2 separate regions of the Sus scrofa genome follow, and region 2 is linked to region 1. A link is a contact called in public HiChIP or PLAC-seq data. All regions are on one chromosome and are shown on one strand. Each heading gives the region's core, a stretch centred on a gene start, on an enhancer-like site or on the middle of the called end of the contact. The rest is flanking DNA. Distances are from core to core; before and after follow the strand shown. Region 1 overlaps RGS6 (regulator of G-protein signaling 6). Region 2 overlaps DPF3 (zinc finger protein DPF3).

What was found. HiChIP or PLAC-seq counts read pairs in DNA pulled down with a chosen protein or histone mark.
Region 2: a contact with region 1 is called in an H3K27ac HiChIP or PLAC-seq map of skeletal muscle. The contact joins two enhancer-like sites. A contact is called at or near these places in 1 of 47 Hi-C or Micro-C datasets (psoas muscle) and 1 of 2 datasets of contacts at active chromatin or transcription factors (skeletal muscle).

Annotation. Positions count from the first base shown.
Region 1 is chr7:95,905,566-95,912,295 of Sscrofa11.1, forward strand. All of the region lies in intron 17 of RGS6 (regulator of G-protein signaling 6), which reads left to right. Among named protein-coding and RNA genes, the nearest start is that of DPF3, 350 kb to the right of the region's middle. Within about 2 kb of position 3,761, at least 18 of the 83 cell types and tissues checked have an H3K27ac peak or open chromatin away from gene starts, as enhancers often do. A contact at or near this core is called in skeletal muscle, where this site is marked.
Region 2 is chr7:96,156,498-96,163,227 of Sscrofa11.1, forward strand. All of the region lies in intron 1 of DPF3 (zinc finger protein DPF3), which reads right to left. Among named protein-coding and RNA genes, the nearest start is that of DPF3, 94 kb to the right of the region's middle. Within about 2 kb of position 3,629, at least 6 of the 83 cell types and tissues checked have an H3K27ac peak or open chromatin away from gene starts, as enhancers often do. A contact at or near this core is called in skeletal muscle, where this site is marked.

The DNA.
Region 1 (6,730 bases), core at 2,511-5,010:
GGATCCCACGCATGGAACTGGCCAAACTTCCCTTCCCAAAGGGTGGAAGCCCACCGATGCTAACTTGCCTTTTTCCCCACTCGAAGAGGAAAGTCCTTGGACACCTGACTACTCTGTCATTAGCATCCTTATTTCATCCTTTTAACAAAGTTTCTAAGAATTTGGGTTGAAAACAACCTGGTCATTTACCTATTAGAGAGAGATGCATTTTAACTGGATTTAAACATGATTTTGAATGTGCTAGGAGTAAACGTCCCAGGAATCCAGGGGGTAGTGATTAAAATATGGGTGTTCACCCCATCTCTCCTTTGACCTTCTCTCTCCTCATGAGAAATCAGAACTTGCAGAATGTAAGGCCCGCTGGTCCCCTGTCTGTCTCCATGGCTGCTGGTTTGCCATGGCTACAGGGCTTCACACACCAAGACGGTGCCACGGGCTGTTAGAGGCAAGGCCAGGAGGCGTTCCTCCACCCCCCGAGGAGGCTGCTAGATGGTGCCGGGCTCCCAGCCCCTCCCCCGTCTCTTCGGCGGCCTGAAGGCTGTGGGTAGAGGATGTTTAGGGATTTTGTTGACAAGCCCAGGGTGAACTGTAGAAAAAGCAGAATTCCAGCTGCTGCCCAAGGAGGCCCTGAAGTCAAGTTGACAGCATGGGCTGAGGGTGTGAGAAAGGAAGGCTGGTCCTCGGATGAGGCATCCAGACATCTCCAGGCCACTTTTCATGAGACATGGGTATGGGGAACGCCAGCATGATCGCACTGAAGCTCTGTGAAGAGCGTTTATTGCTGTCCTTTCATCCCAGAAGTGGTGTTGGTCCAGTGGCTCTCCAAGGTCTGTGAACAAAGTGTTTGCAGTGAGAAAGTACCAGACGCCTTCCAGGCATTTGAAGTGTGCCCGTGGGAGCACTCACACAGGTGTTTGCAGGGCCACCTAAAGGAGAAAAATCTCCCAAGTTCCTGAGATCTTCAGAATCTATTTTCAGGAAGGCCCAAGCTTCAAAACCAAAAAATTCCTAAATCCCCTGCTATTTTTCTATGACGACTCTAGTGGGTAGTGCGTTCCGATTATCTGCTTCCAGTGATGGAGGTGGAGATGGATTTGTATCCATCCATCTATACTCCCTATGCTCTTGGGGTAACGCCACATCCTCCTCAAGATGAGACTGTATTTGAGGAAATGGTGCACAGCCGTAGCCCAGTAGCAACTCTCAGAGTACCTGAGGCTGGAACCCAAAAATACGGTCTCCACTGCCCCGTGCGCTGGTCAAAGGAAACTAACCAGCCAACAACATGGTTTGCAATGTGATAGCCATGTTCTGGCTACCATATACATGAAGTGTGTGGTTTCTCTAAAAGAAGGTCTACATGACTATTTCATCTGCTCCATACTGCAAACTGTGAACCTCAATGCAAGGCTAGTTCAATAGCATCCTCTTGGTGCTGGGAAATACGTGTAAAAAGACCATCCATGTCATGGGGCTAATGATGGGACCATGAGGGAGTGAAGCTGGACCCAGGATGTGAAGCCAGCTGCCATGTGAGACTAACCAGTGGCAAGAAATGTTGATCCAGATGGCTGGTTATCTCAGTTGGCTAACTTCTTATCAGGACTGAACCTGGATCTAGAATCCCATGCCAAGGTCCTTTCTTTTTTTTTTTTTTTTCTTTTTTGGTAAAGGAGGAACATTTGAGGAAAGCAAATTGTTCTTTCCGAGACTGAGCTGTCTCATGATATGGAGGACACAGATGACACGGATGCCTCTTTTTACACGAGATCCTAGGGAGTAGTTCCACGTGGTTCGTGGAAGCCACTGGGGCCAAGCTAGTTTGGGTGCAGAGGAGCCTTACAATCCCCAACAGAGGCATTTCTAGGTGAGCTGCTCTTGCCAGTAGAAGCTTCACTGGGAGTCACCCTGAACTTGAATATCAGAGCAAATGTGGAGGGATAGGCTCTCCCGAGGCATCATGTAGCTTGGCCTCCTGGAGCCACAGAGCTTGCTTAAAAGCTTGTTTTTGGACAGGGAAGGCCCAGGTTCAGCAGCAAACATCACTGAAAGTCCATGGCCTGATACAATTAGCCCAGACCACTCCTCTATTCAGAGCAGAAAGTAGGACCTCCTCTGATGGGCCCACCTCCACAGATGCCCAGCTCACCAAGCAAAGCACAGCTGAATGAATGCCCTTGCGCAGTGGACAACTCACACCATTGTACACGGTGGCCCTGGTCCCAGAAGCCCCAGGCCCAGGAAGAGCTGTAACACACAGCAGCCCCTCAGGTCAGGGGAGAGGCAGACATGACCTCAGGTCAACTGGATGGAGCCTGTCTCTCCCATGCACTGTCCACTGGGAAGCTCCCCTTCACAGTGGCTGTGAAATATGAAAGTCACAGTAAGAAACATCTGTGGGTTGCTTGATCACCTTCCGTCTCCTCTTCAGACTCACTGGTGGGAGGTCCCAGGTGTTGCTGAGTGTCCGGAGGAGGCTCTTCTCTAACTAAAGACCGCTTCCTACTGCTCAGCACCGGCTGGCCTGCCGGCCTCCACCGTCTTCCTGCTTTTGCTGTCTACAGGGACAGTGAGGGTGGGAGGGTGGCAAAAGCCGAAAGGCTCTCCATCCCTCTGCCCTCTCTTAGGCATGCTCATTCCTTCAGGGTCTGTCACGAAGCAGGGAGGGCCTCCCAGGACCCGACCCTGACCTAGAGGACAGCAGATGCGTGGGACAAGGGCAAGAGGGAGCCAGGGGCCATTAAGAGCAGCAATTTGATTGTCCCTTTTAGGACGGTGGCCAAAGCCATCTGATGAGAACTCCAGCCTGGGAAGGGAAAGCTAGAAAAGGTCCTTTTGTGCACAGGTCCCCGGAGGAGCGGCAGCCCCTAGTGATGGTGGCATCAGCCTCCTAGGACATCGTTGCTGCCCTCCTGGGAGCCTCGCTCCCAAGATGGGATATGGGGTTGCTGATGCCCAAGCAAGCGCCGGAGGCCTCAGGGGAGAGCAGAGATGATGACCAGGCCTTCATCCCCTTCCTAAGAGGGCAGCACAGGTGGGCTTGGCCAAGGTGCTCCTTGGGATGGAAACAGCAAGGAGCGGGAGCCGAGGGAGCCTCGGCGTGTGCCAAGCGGCACCTCCACAACAAGCGTTTCGGTCCTGCCTGCCAAGGAATGCGGCAAGAAAGTCAGATGGAGGCCGGGACGCTCTGGGAGCCAGCTGTCACCCGCTCGGCCTCCCCCTTTCCTCCCGCCCCAACCAAAAGCCAAGGAAAAGCTAATGAGAGCTAGAACGCTGGCAGCTCACCTCCCCCACCTCCCAGGCAGCTCTGCAGGAAGGAGCCCCCCAGCCCCCTGCCCAGGTGCTGAGCCTCCTGGCAGGCGAGGCAGAGGGCAGGCAGCCAGGGTGCTCAGCCCACCAGGCACGGCATCTCCTTCCCAGAGGGAGCCTGTCGCCCCCTCCCCCTCAGCGCCTCGCGGGGCAGAGCCTGCACTCTGGCGGAATGAGTTCTCAAATACCTAGACTCAGCAGAGCCCCAGAGGGCTTTGACCTCAGTGGAAAAAAATCCTTTCGGGCCTCCGGCAAGGAACAATTGGCTAAAAATCTTTAGAGCTGCTTTTGATTGCAAACTGTGCTTGGGCCCCGGTGGGACAAGTGGGTCACAGATTGTAATGCCAGCCTCTCCCATCTCAGAGGTCCAGCAATGCTGGGACCCTGCCTAGAGAGGGAGGAGGATGGATTCTGTCGCAGAGCTTGGGAGGGAGAGCGTGAAAACTTGCCTCACTTGCCCAACAAGGACTTCCCCTGGGACTCTGAAATGCGACCTCAGCAGCTCCCGTACAGAGTGGCTCCAGCTTGCTGGCAGTGTGACCTCAGACCCCTCGCTAGCCCTCTCTGGGCCCTGGTTTTCTCCTGTGTTCACCGGCATGGACGAGAACATTTCCGTGGACCTTTTCAGCTGGGATGTGCTATGGGTCTGTGCTTCTCTCTAGCCTTAGATTTTTCGAGTTATGCTAATCATCCCTGAGCAGGAGAGGAGCTGCCTTTCTCCCCAGAAAGCGGCTGCCTACCTTTGAGGCTGGGAAGTAAACCCGGGATAGAATGGAATTGGGTGTGTATTTAAAATCCTTCGACGAGGATTTGCAGTTAAAGCACTGATGGAACTGAGTGTCATGTGGGGCGGAGCGGGGGGCGGGGTGCCGACCCACAGGCCCTGACACTTCCACCCTTTGGGGCTCACTCTGCAGTGTGACCCTCTGGAGGCCAGGGAGGGAGAGGTCATAGAGACCAAGTGAGCATCACACATCCTGTCCACCTCCCCAGTTCTGGTGTCCCCACCCCTCCGGGATGGATGCCCAGCCAGGGGAGATCAGGTGGGCAGAAGGATGGGCTCCAGTGTGGGTGCTACAGCATTACCCCATGTGTTGTGGGGCGTGGGAGAAAAGCGATGTGTGAGCATCTGAGGATCTCAGCACCACTCTGCTGCTCACCCGCTACCACACCTTCCGGTTCCCTGGAGAACACCGGGCCAGCTCACCTCTGTCCCCTCTTAGAGATGACAAAAAAGAGGTCACCAGAAAGCACGTTATCCCGGGTACATGCCACGGAGGGTCAAGCCTCCTCTGCTCTCTCTCCCTCTCTCTCCACCTTGGATCCAAGTGAAGTTTGAAAAAAAAAAAATTAATGTTATAGTTTGTAGCTGGAACATGAACATGGAAAAGTCTATTTTTTATAAACCAACTAGGATGTAAGACAGCCAAATCAGCTTGGTTGGCGGGATCCTGAGAAGACAGATAAAGTCCGTGGCAGGGGGTGGGGTGAGGGGCTTTCTGAAAACTCTGAGGAAGGGGAGATTTTTTATTCATCACAAAGAGTCAGAGGTTGTTGGCATTTTTGAAAAACTCAGCCCTAGACCCTGCCACTTCTCTTGGAAGGAGGAACCCCCACCTGTTGCCGCTGATGGTTCAACCTGTCAACCAAAACCAGCCCCAGATGCCCTTCCCGTGGAGTGCTCACTCCGAGAAAAAAAAAAATGCAGCCGTGACTCAGCCTCCTGACAGAGGGGACAGCTAGGCTGTGCAAAACGGCTCCTCCTCCCCTCACCAGCCCTCCCCTGCCGTCCCCAGACCCCGATGTGCCGAGCAGCCAAGTGAAAAACTCCTGTGAGGCAGAAAGGCACAGCTGTGTGTTTACAGCCACTGATTCAGATCCAAATCGCATCCCTGCCAGTCTCCCGCAAGGCAGGCTGGGGGCACACTGTGGATGGATGTGCCAGGCGGGAATCTATTTTGGGAGCTGACCTGCAGCCCTTTGCCATAACCGAGCCTCCCCCCACTCCCTACTCAGGAGAGACGTCCTTCTAGAAGGAGCTCTCACTGTAGAAGTGGCTGATGGGGTGTGGAATTTCAGCCTGTTCCATGTCCCTCGTACAGTCAGATTTCTGGCACCGGTCCCCAGGCAGCCACGTGAAAATGGCCATGGGCTTCCCATCTGTCCAGTGAGAAGGCCGAGGGGGAAGGTGACCGACCGCAGGGATCTCAGTGGGATGAACAGCGGGGCGTGCTGACCACGGAGGGGACAGGGCGCCTGCATCCACAGAGGACAGGATCCACCTCGGAGCTACCAGGGGACCGGCGGCACCCCCCAAGGGCCAGGAGAGAAACCTCTAGGCCTTGGTTCATCAGGTTTTGGAATAGCAGGAACCTAGGAAGGGGACCAAGCTGCCAGTGTCACAGTCAAGGAGAAGAGACTCACGTCTGCCTTTGTCCAAACTGGAGGGTTCGAAGTCAGGGAGCTCAGGGTCTGACTTTGAAGGCTGAGAGGTGAGCTGGTCGTGGCCTTCTCCCAAAATGAGTTCCTGGTCAAAGCAATGCAGGGATCTTCCCCGTTTTCCTACGTGGCAAGTGAGCGCCTGTGGTTCAAACCGAGTTTGGGAAGCGCGGTATCGTGGAAGGAGGGCGGGATACAAATCCATAGGTGGGAACAACCTGGGGAACTTCCCTGTGAGGCAGAAGGCTAACTGGGCCCCCGAAGGGAAGCTGAAAAGAGCTCAGAGCCGTGTGATCGTTGGGTGATGTTACCCGAAGGCCAATGAGAGAAAGACCCTTGAGTGTTTGTTTGTTTGCTGGCTCCCCCTGGATGGGAACAGGGCAGGGTAAAAGGCAATAGTTCTGCCATACCCCCTAGTCACAGTCAAAGCATTTTGACCTGAGCGGAGTCACCACAGCCCCAGACAGGAATGGGCCTCATTGGGGCAATATCTGCAGTCACTTTCCACACCCTCCTTGGGAGCCTGGCTTCCCAGAGATGGAGGACCTTCAACCTACACCCCCTGCCCCAGAACAGACTTACTGGTAACCAGATAGCAGTACTGCAAGGTTGAAATTAAGGCCCATTCCTGCCCCTGGACCCCCCCTCCACCTCTGCTCCCTCTGTGTTTGACCATAATTAGGTAAAGCAAGTATATTCACTGCACCTTGAAGGCGGGTAAGGGGGTGTATTAGTAGATCTATGTCAATGGGAAGGGCAGTTTCTGGTTGTGGCCACAAGGGTCCAGCCACAGCCCTATTTGATCCAACATTGTTTTCAATGACCCAGATGAAGAGACAAACATGACCAGCTGTATTCAAAGATCCAAACCTGGAAGATATTGCTCATTTGATAGACAATGGAATTATATTGAAAAGTATCTCCTTCAGGTGGGACGGTGGGTCCAAAAGAACCAGATATAATTTAACCAGATAAAACTTAT
Region 2 (6,730 bases), core at 2,379-4,878, 250 kb after region 1:
CTCAACAACCTCCAGCAGATTTAAGGCCTCACAGGAGCTGACCCTGAGGAGGTTGAGGGGCTGTCCGTATTGACAGCCATGAGAGGGAAGCCCAGGCCCAGCCTGGGGAGCGCAGACTGTGGCAAAGGCTGCATGGGAAGAGCAAAGGCAATGCTTTAGGGCAGCAGGTTTGACGGTTCTTATCTTCACCTGACTGGTGCCATCAGATCGGCTTAGTGTTCATTTTATTTTAGAGTTCCCTGATTGCCTAGTGGTTAAAATTCAGTGTTGTCACCGCTGTGGTTTGGGTCACTGCTGTGGTACAGGTTCGATCACTGACCTGGGAACTTCCACATCCCTTGGGCATGGCCAAAAACAATTTTTTTTTTAATTAAAAAAAAAAAACTTTTTTCTTGCAGCGAAAACGAATCCAACTAGGAGCTGTGAGGTTGCGGGTTCGATTCCTGGCCTCACTCAGTAGGTTAAGGATCTGGCATTGCCGTGGGCTATGGTGTAGGTCCTAGTCAAAATAGTTTTTTATTGGATTTACCACCATGGCTCAGTGGGAAAGAATATGAGTAGCATCCATGAGGACACAGGTTCGATCCCTGGCCTCACTAAGTGGGTTAAGGATCTGGCGTTGCTGTGAGTTGAGGTGTAGGTCGCAGACATGGCTCAGATCTGGTGTTGCTGTGGCTGTGGTATAGGCCAGAAGCTACAACTCCAATTGGACCCCTAGCCTGGGAACCTACATGTGCTGCAAATACAGCCCTAAAAAATACATAATAATAATAATTTTGTATTTATCTGTCTTCACGTCCTTCCTCAGAACCTTCCCATCCCCACCTGAGCCCTCCAATGATGCCTCCCTCCAGTAATGGTCTGACCATGTATTCAGTAACTATCACATACTGCCTTGGGTGGCCAAGACCTCTTTAAACACATGTCCAGCCCAACTGTGAGCTCCTTGAGGGCAGTCCTTGGCTCACGTCCCCTTGTGCTGGCACTGCGCCTGCTCCTGAGCCTTAGTGATGCCACTTCCTGGGCCAGGCTCTATTCCAGTGAAACAGTGATGCATTACATCTGCACACCAGCCCCATGACAGAGCTGCTCTTCCTACCCCCCATCATACAGGTGAGGACACTGGGGCTCAGACAGTGTAAGTCATGAGTCCAGGGTCACCTAAAGAGTGGCCGTGTCATCTCAGAATCTGGCTCTTCACCACTCCACCCCATGTTGCCCTGGCAGTAAATGTTTGTTGATCCATCAGAACATTTTATATTGCATCTACCCACTTATTTAGTCCACACTTTTCTAAAATAATCATTTTTTTAAAGTGATGATAGGAACAGCCAACAGCTAATGGTCATGGTGCATTCATAGGTGCCCGTCCTCCTGTTTACCCAAAGGGAGATGCTGCCTGTATGCTCCAGAAACACCAGTCTCCTCCTGGCTCAGGGCCTTTGCACCTGCAGCTCCCTCTACAGGCACCATCACCTCATCTTTGCAGAGCTGACTGCTCCTGTTCCTCCCAAGAGGCTCAGACCATTCCCTCAGAGAGGCCTTCCCTGAATGCCTGATCCTGAACACCCATTCTTTTTTTTTTTTTTCTTACTTTTTTTTCCCTTTTACTTCCGCACCTGTGGCACATGGAAGTTCCTGGGCTAGGGGTCAAATAGGAGCTGCAGTTGCCTGCCTATGCCACAGCCACAGCAACATAGGATCCAAGCCACATCTGTGATTTACACCATAGCTTGTGGCAACATTGGATCCTTAACCCACTGATCGAGGCCAGGGATCGAACCCACATCCTCACAGACACTATATCTGGTCCTTAACCCTCCGAACCACAATGGGAACTCCAACACAGAGCCCATTCTTAAGCCATCACTCTGGTTTATGGTCTTTTTAGCACTTTGCCAACTATCAACAATTATTTTATTTATATGTACTTGCTACCTGTCTTCCCCCACCCACACACTAGGTACTTGAGCTCTTTGGGAGAAAGCTTCGTTTGCTCCCGCCTTCCCAGTGCCTAAGCCTGGGTACCTGGCATAGATGAGACCTGATAAACATCCTGTAGGCACTGGGTATATGATACCCCACCAGGCTTTACACAATGCATGGTGGCTGCTAGGCTGAAATTTTCATGTAAACCATTCAATCTTCATTTGTGGAGCCTTTACAGTGTACCAGAAACCTTGCTGAATACTTAGTATTTCATTGCACCCCACTATGAGACAGAAAATGTCTTTATTGTTCCCATTTTATAGATGAGGAAACTGAGGCCTAGAGAGATTACATGCTCACCAAGACCACACAGAAGCTGGGAGAGGTCCCCCATCACCACCCGTTCTCTCTGCCTCCCCTAGACTCTTCCATTGGCCCCTCCAGGTCTCTCTCCACCTGGAGTCCTGTATGGTCAGCCACGTATCCCTCTCCTCTGCTTCTGGTGGCCTGGGCCAGCAGCTGGTGCCCATGGCAGATCAGAGAGAAGGAAGAGAGCGAGATGCAGTATTCGTTTCCCCAGCTGCCTCGTCGCTGGGTGACTGTGGGGTGGCTGCATCTTCTACTGAAGGTCACAACTCCTGTTAGGCAGAGCTTTCCACACTGCTACCCTCCGCCATCCCAGTGACCTTCCCCTCTCCCCTTGACCACCCCTTTGTATGCCCCCTACCCATACGTTTATAAATAGCTATCTTACTAAATACTCCTCATTGACTCTGGGTGAATGTGCCACTTTCTGCTGGGACCCTGAGTGTCCAACACACAAATCTCATCTGCCGTATGCACCTCCTCCAGTCCCCCCCCCCCAGTCACTGCCCCCTCCCCGCCGCCCCTGCTCACTGCAGCTGCCTCCGCCAGGTCCATCCTCACAGCTTGAGGACCGTCTCCCTCTAAGACCTATAAATAAACATCGACTTGCTGGCTGGAAGGTTTTCCTGGCGGCCTCTGCTCTTTGCCAACCACTGGGACAATAATGGGGGGACAGGGGCACCCAGGGCAACTCTGCAAGGACCGCAGCAAGCGGGCTGCCCGGGACTAGGATGAAGACAGAGATTATCAAGTTCAGGCCAGGGGTCTCCTTTGCTGGGCTCACGCTCCGCCTGGGAGGGCTGTTGGGGGACCCTGCCGATGGTGCGCCAGCAACTCCAACAGAGCCAACCTCCCAGCTTTGGTGACCATGTACCATTTGTTGGACCACAGCAGGGTGGCAGGTACAGAACTCAGCTGCCACATGCAGACATTTCCTCTAGAATTCACAGATGAGAAAATGGTAGCTCAAAGAGGACCGGGGATTTAACCCAAGTCATGAAGCTACTAAGTGGCAGAGCTGGGCTGAGAATACAGGTCAGCCCTTGTCCACAGACTTCCATTTCCCGCCGGTCCACGCAGCCTCACGGCCCAGCCCTTCATTCTGCAGGAGGGCCACGGACTGCAGTCTGGGCGGGCAGCTCAGAGTCACCGGCTAGAAGGGAATCAGGTGGAGTGGGGCCCGGGCTACGGAAGGGTGTGGAGGGCTCCGTGCTGCCTGGCGTCATTCGTCCAAGGGGCATGACACAGCTTGGCCCCAGGAAGTGCTGAGCAGCCGGGCAACTGGAATGTGTCCCCAGGCTCCTTCCTGCAAAGTCAGCAGGGAGCCGTGTGCTCATCCTCGGGCACACGCCACCATTTCCACAAAGCTCACTCACAGACTCGGACACTCCAGGCCCAGGCCCAGGACGGTCACGCAGAAACTCGTGGAGAGGAGAGCAGAGGGACTAGGTGGCAACGAAAAGGGAAGAAAGCTTCCTGCTGTGGGACCTAGACCCTCCACCCTGCAACCAAAATTTCTCTTCCCCATTAGCACAATTTGAGGACTAAAGACTTTTTTTTTTTTTTTTTTTTGCTTTTATGGAAGGTGATATAAAAAAAAAATAAAACACATTTTTTGCCTTGAGAGTGATTTTTGGAGGACATACACTCTTGAGGACACACACACACACACACACACACACAAGCTCTGCCACCACACAGCCCAAAATAGTCCCTGCTCCTGGAGAACCCAGCTCAGCACAGCCTCCTGACCTCCGTCCACATGACTGCTGGCTGGCATGTTCCCTAGGGTAACAAAGCACTCACTCCCAGGACCCCGCAGCAGTGACACCTGCTCCTACAGACTGTTCCACCCCCACCAGGCTCGGGTATTGCCATGGCCCTGAATGATGTGTCCTGACAGGACAAGGTCCAATTAGCAGAGGCCATTTCCAGTGACCCAGCGTGAGATGGGGCCCAAATCTCCAGTGCTGTCCTGAATCTCCTCTCCTTCAGTCCCTCTAAATCTTAAATCATTGATGTGACATCTCTAGGTGAATGGCTCCCACAGCATTTTATAGACTGGAAAACATCCAGAACCAAAAATGTTCTTTAAAAAAAAAAAAATACTGAAACACAGAAACCTAGGTTTTAAATCTGTACACTGCTGGAATTTGAATACTCACACTCCAATCCAAAACACTTCCCACCTTTCCCATTAAACACCCAAAATGTAATCTCCTCTAAAGACAGGAGAATGGCAAACGTGATTAGACCCAATTAATATACAGGGAAACTGAGAACGAAAGAAGGAAAGTCAATAGAATTGCCCTGCTCTGACCGGTGCTGCAAATGAAGTAATAACTTGAGGGAGATTTGGAAAGGAAGGGACCAGACACTGTCAGACAGCAGTCATGGGGCAATTTAACAAAGCAGCATCGTCCCATCTTACCTGGCTGGGCAAAGAAGACCACTAGGGCTGACAAGACCTTCCTGCGGAAGGCGGGAGGGGCAGAGGCATCGGGGGTCACCTGCCTTCTATTCATTAACTGGCATGAGCCTCCTCAGTGGTAAATCATCTTCTCTCTCACAAAAGCAAGACATAAAAGAAAGCAAAAGGGAGGAAGCATCCACACAAGCTGCCAGTCTATTAGGGATGTGGGTAATTTCTGGGCAGGCAAAGGCCAAATGGGCTCCCCCTGCAGCTTCACACCAAGTTTAACTCCATCATCACTCTCTCCTCCCATCTCTCGTCCATATTCAAGGAGGAAGAAAGGAAATTAACAAGCCCACACTCCCAACCCTAGCTGGGCCATTTGGAGCATCCAAAGACGGGGTGAGGGAAGCCCCAGGAAAAGGGAGACCTTGAGAGATCACCATCCCCACCTCCTGCTCTGTGCCTGGAGCTCTGCTGGGGAGAAGACACCAATGAACTCAACAAGAATTTCGTTGGGCCTGCCTGAGAGTCCAGGTACAAGATGCTAAAGGAAATAACCAGCTTCGTATTACACCTTTGCACCTGCAGGAGTAAATTCCTTGCTGTCCAGCTGGGTTTCCAGGCAGCCCCTCGGTCTACCATGCCACCTCTGGATGAGGCTTCACAAAGCTGTCCCTGGCCTATCAGTGACAGCCACTCATTCATTTAGCCAGCAAACGTGTAAGGAGTGCCTATGTCATGCATGCCATGCCACATGAGAGGCAGCAAGGCATTTCAGGGAAGGGCTGGGTGCTGGCATTAGGAGGCCAACTTTGAGTCCCAGATCTCATTTATTGGCTTTCTGACTTGGTGACATCTCTGAGCTTCACTTTCCTCATCCGTAAAATGGGGATAATAGGACCCTCCTCACAAGATCACTGAGCGCAGATACGATAACCTCACTGGAAGTGATTGAAAAGTGATTGCTAAATATTAACTGTTATTACTATGATGTGGGGTCCCACCTCCACTCACTGCAGAAAAGATAGCTGGGGTCACCCCCAGACAGTATCTTCTGTCCCACTGGCCTTTCTGTCCACAAGGATGAACAGTGTCAGAATGTATTAAAATATGAAATAGCTCAAGGTGATTGGCTCAGATTGCACTCCCACCACCAGTCAGCTGTCTAGCCAGTAAGTCAGTGGTCAGAAGCACAACCACAAGTGTGTGGGTGATTCAGTGAAAACCATCACACCAGCAGGAACCAAACTCATAGCACAGATCTCCCCACTAGTGGGTTAAGGGCACCTATCCTCCTTGCTTAAAGGGCACTTGAAGAGTTCCCATGGTGGTTCAGTGGTAATGAACCCAACTAGGAACCATGAGGATGCAGGTTCTATCCCTGGCCTTGCTCAGTGGGTTAAGGATCCAGCGTTGCCATGAGCTGTGATGTAGGTCGCAGGCGTGGCTTGGTCCAGTGTTGCTGTGGCTGTGGTGCAGACCAGCAGCTGCAGCTCCAAACTGACCCCTAGATATGCGGCAGGTGTAGCCTTAAAAAGCAAAAGAATTTTAAAAAGATTAAAAAATAAAGGGCACTTGGTCACAAGGGAGGAAAACCTTAGCAAGCTAGAATTTTGGAATATTCAACAGGACATGGGGAAAGGTGGTATACTGGTATTCCATGGCTGCAGTAACAAATGACCACAAACTTGGTGCCTTAAAACAACACAGATTTATATCTGACAGTTCTGGAGATCAGAATCTGAAATGTGTATTAAAGGGTTTAAAACTGAGGTGTTGACAAGGCTACATTCCCTTGGGAGGCTGTAGGGGAGAATCTGCTTCCCTTGTCTTTTCCACCTTCTAGAGGCTGCTCACATTCCTTGATCTGTGGCTCCCTCCTGCATTGTATCACTTCGACTTCTGCTTCCATTGTCACATCACTATCTCTGACTCTGACCCTCCAACCTCCCTCTGTAAGGATCCCTGTGATTTCACTGGGCCCACCCACATAATCCAGGATTATCTCCCCATCTCAGA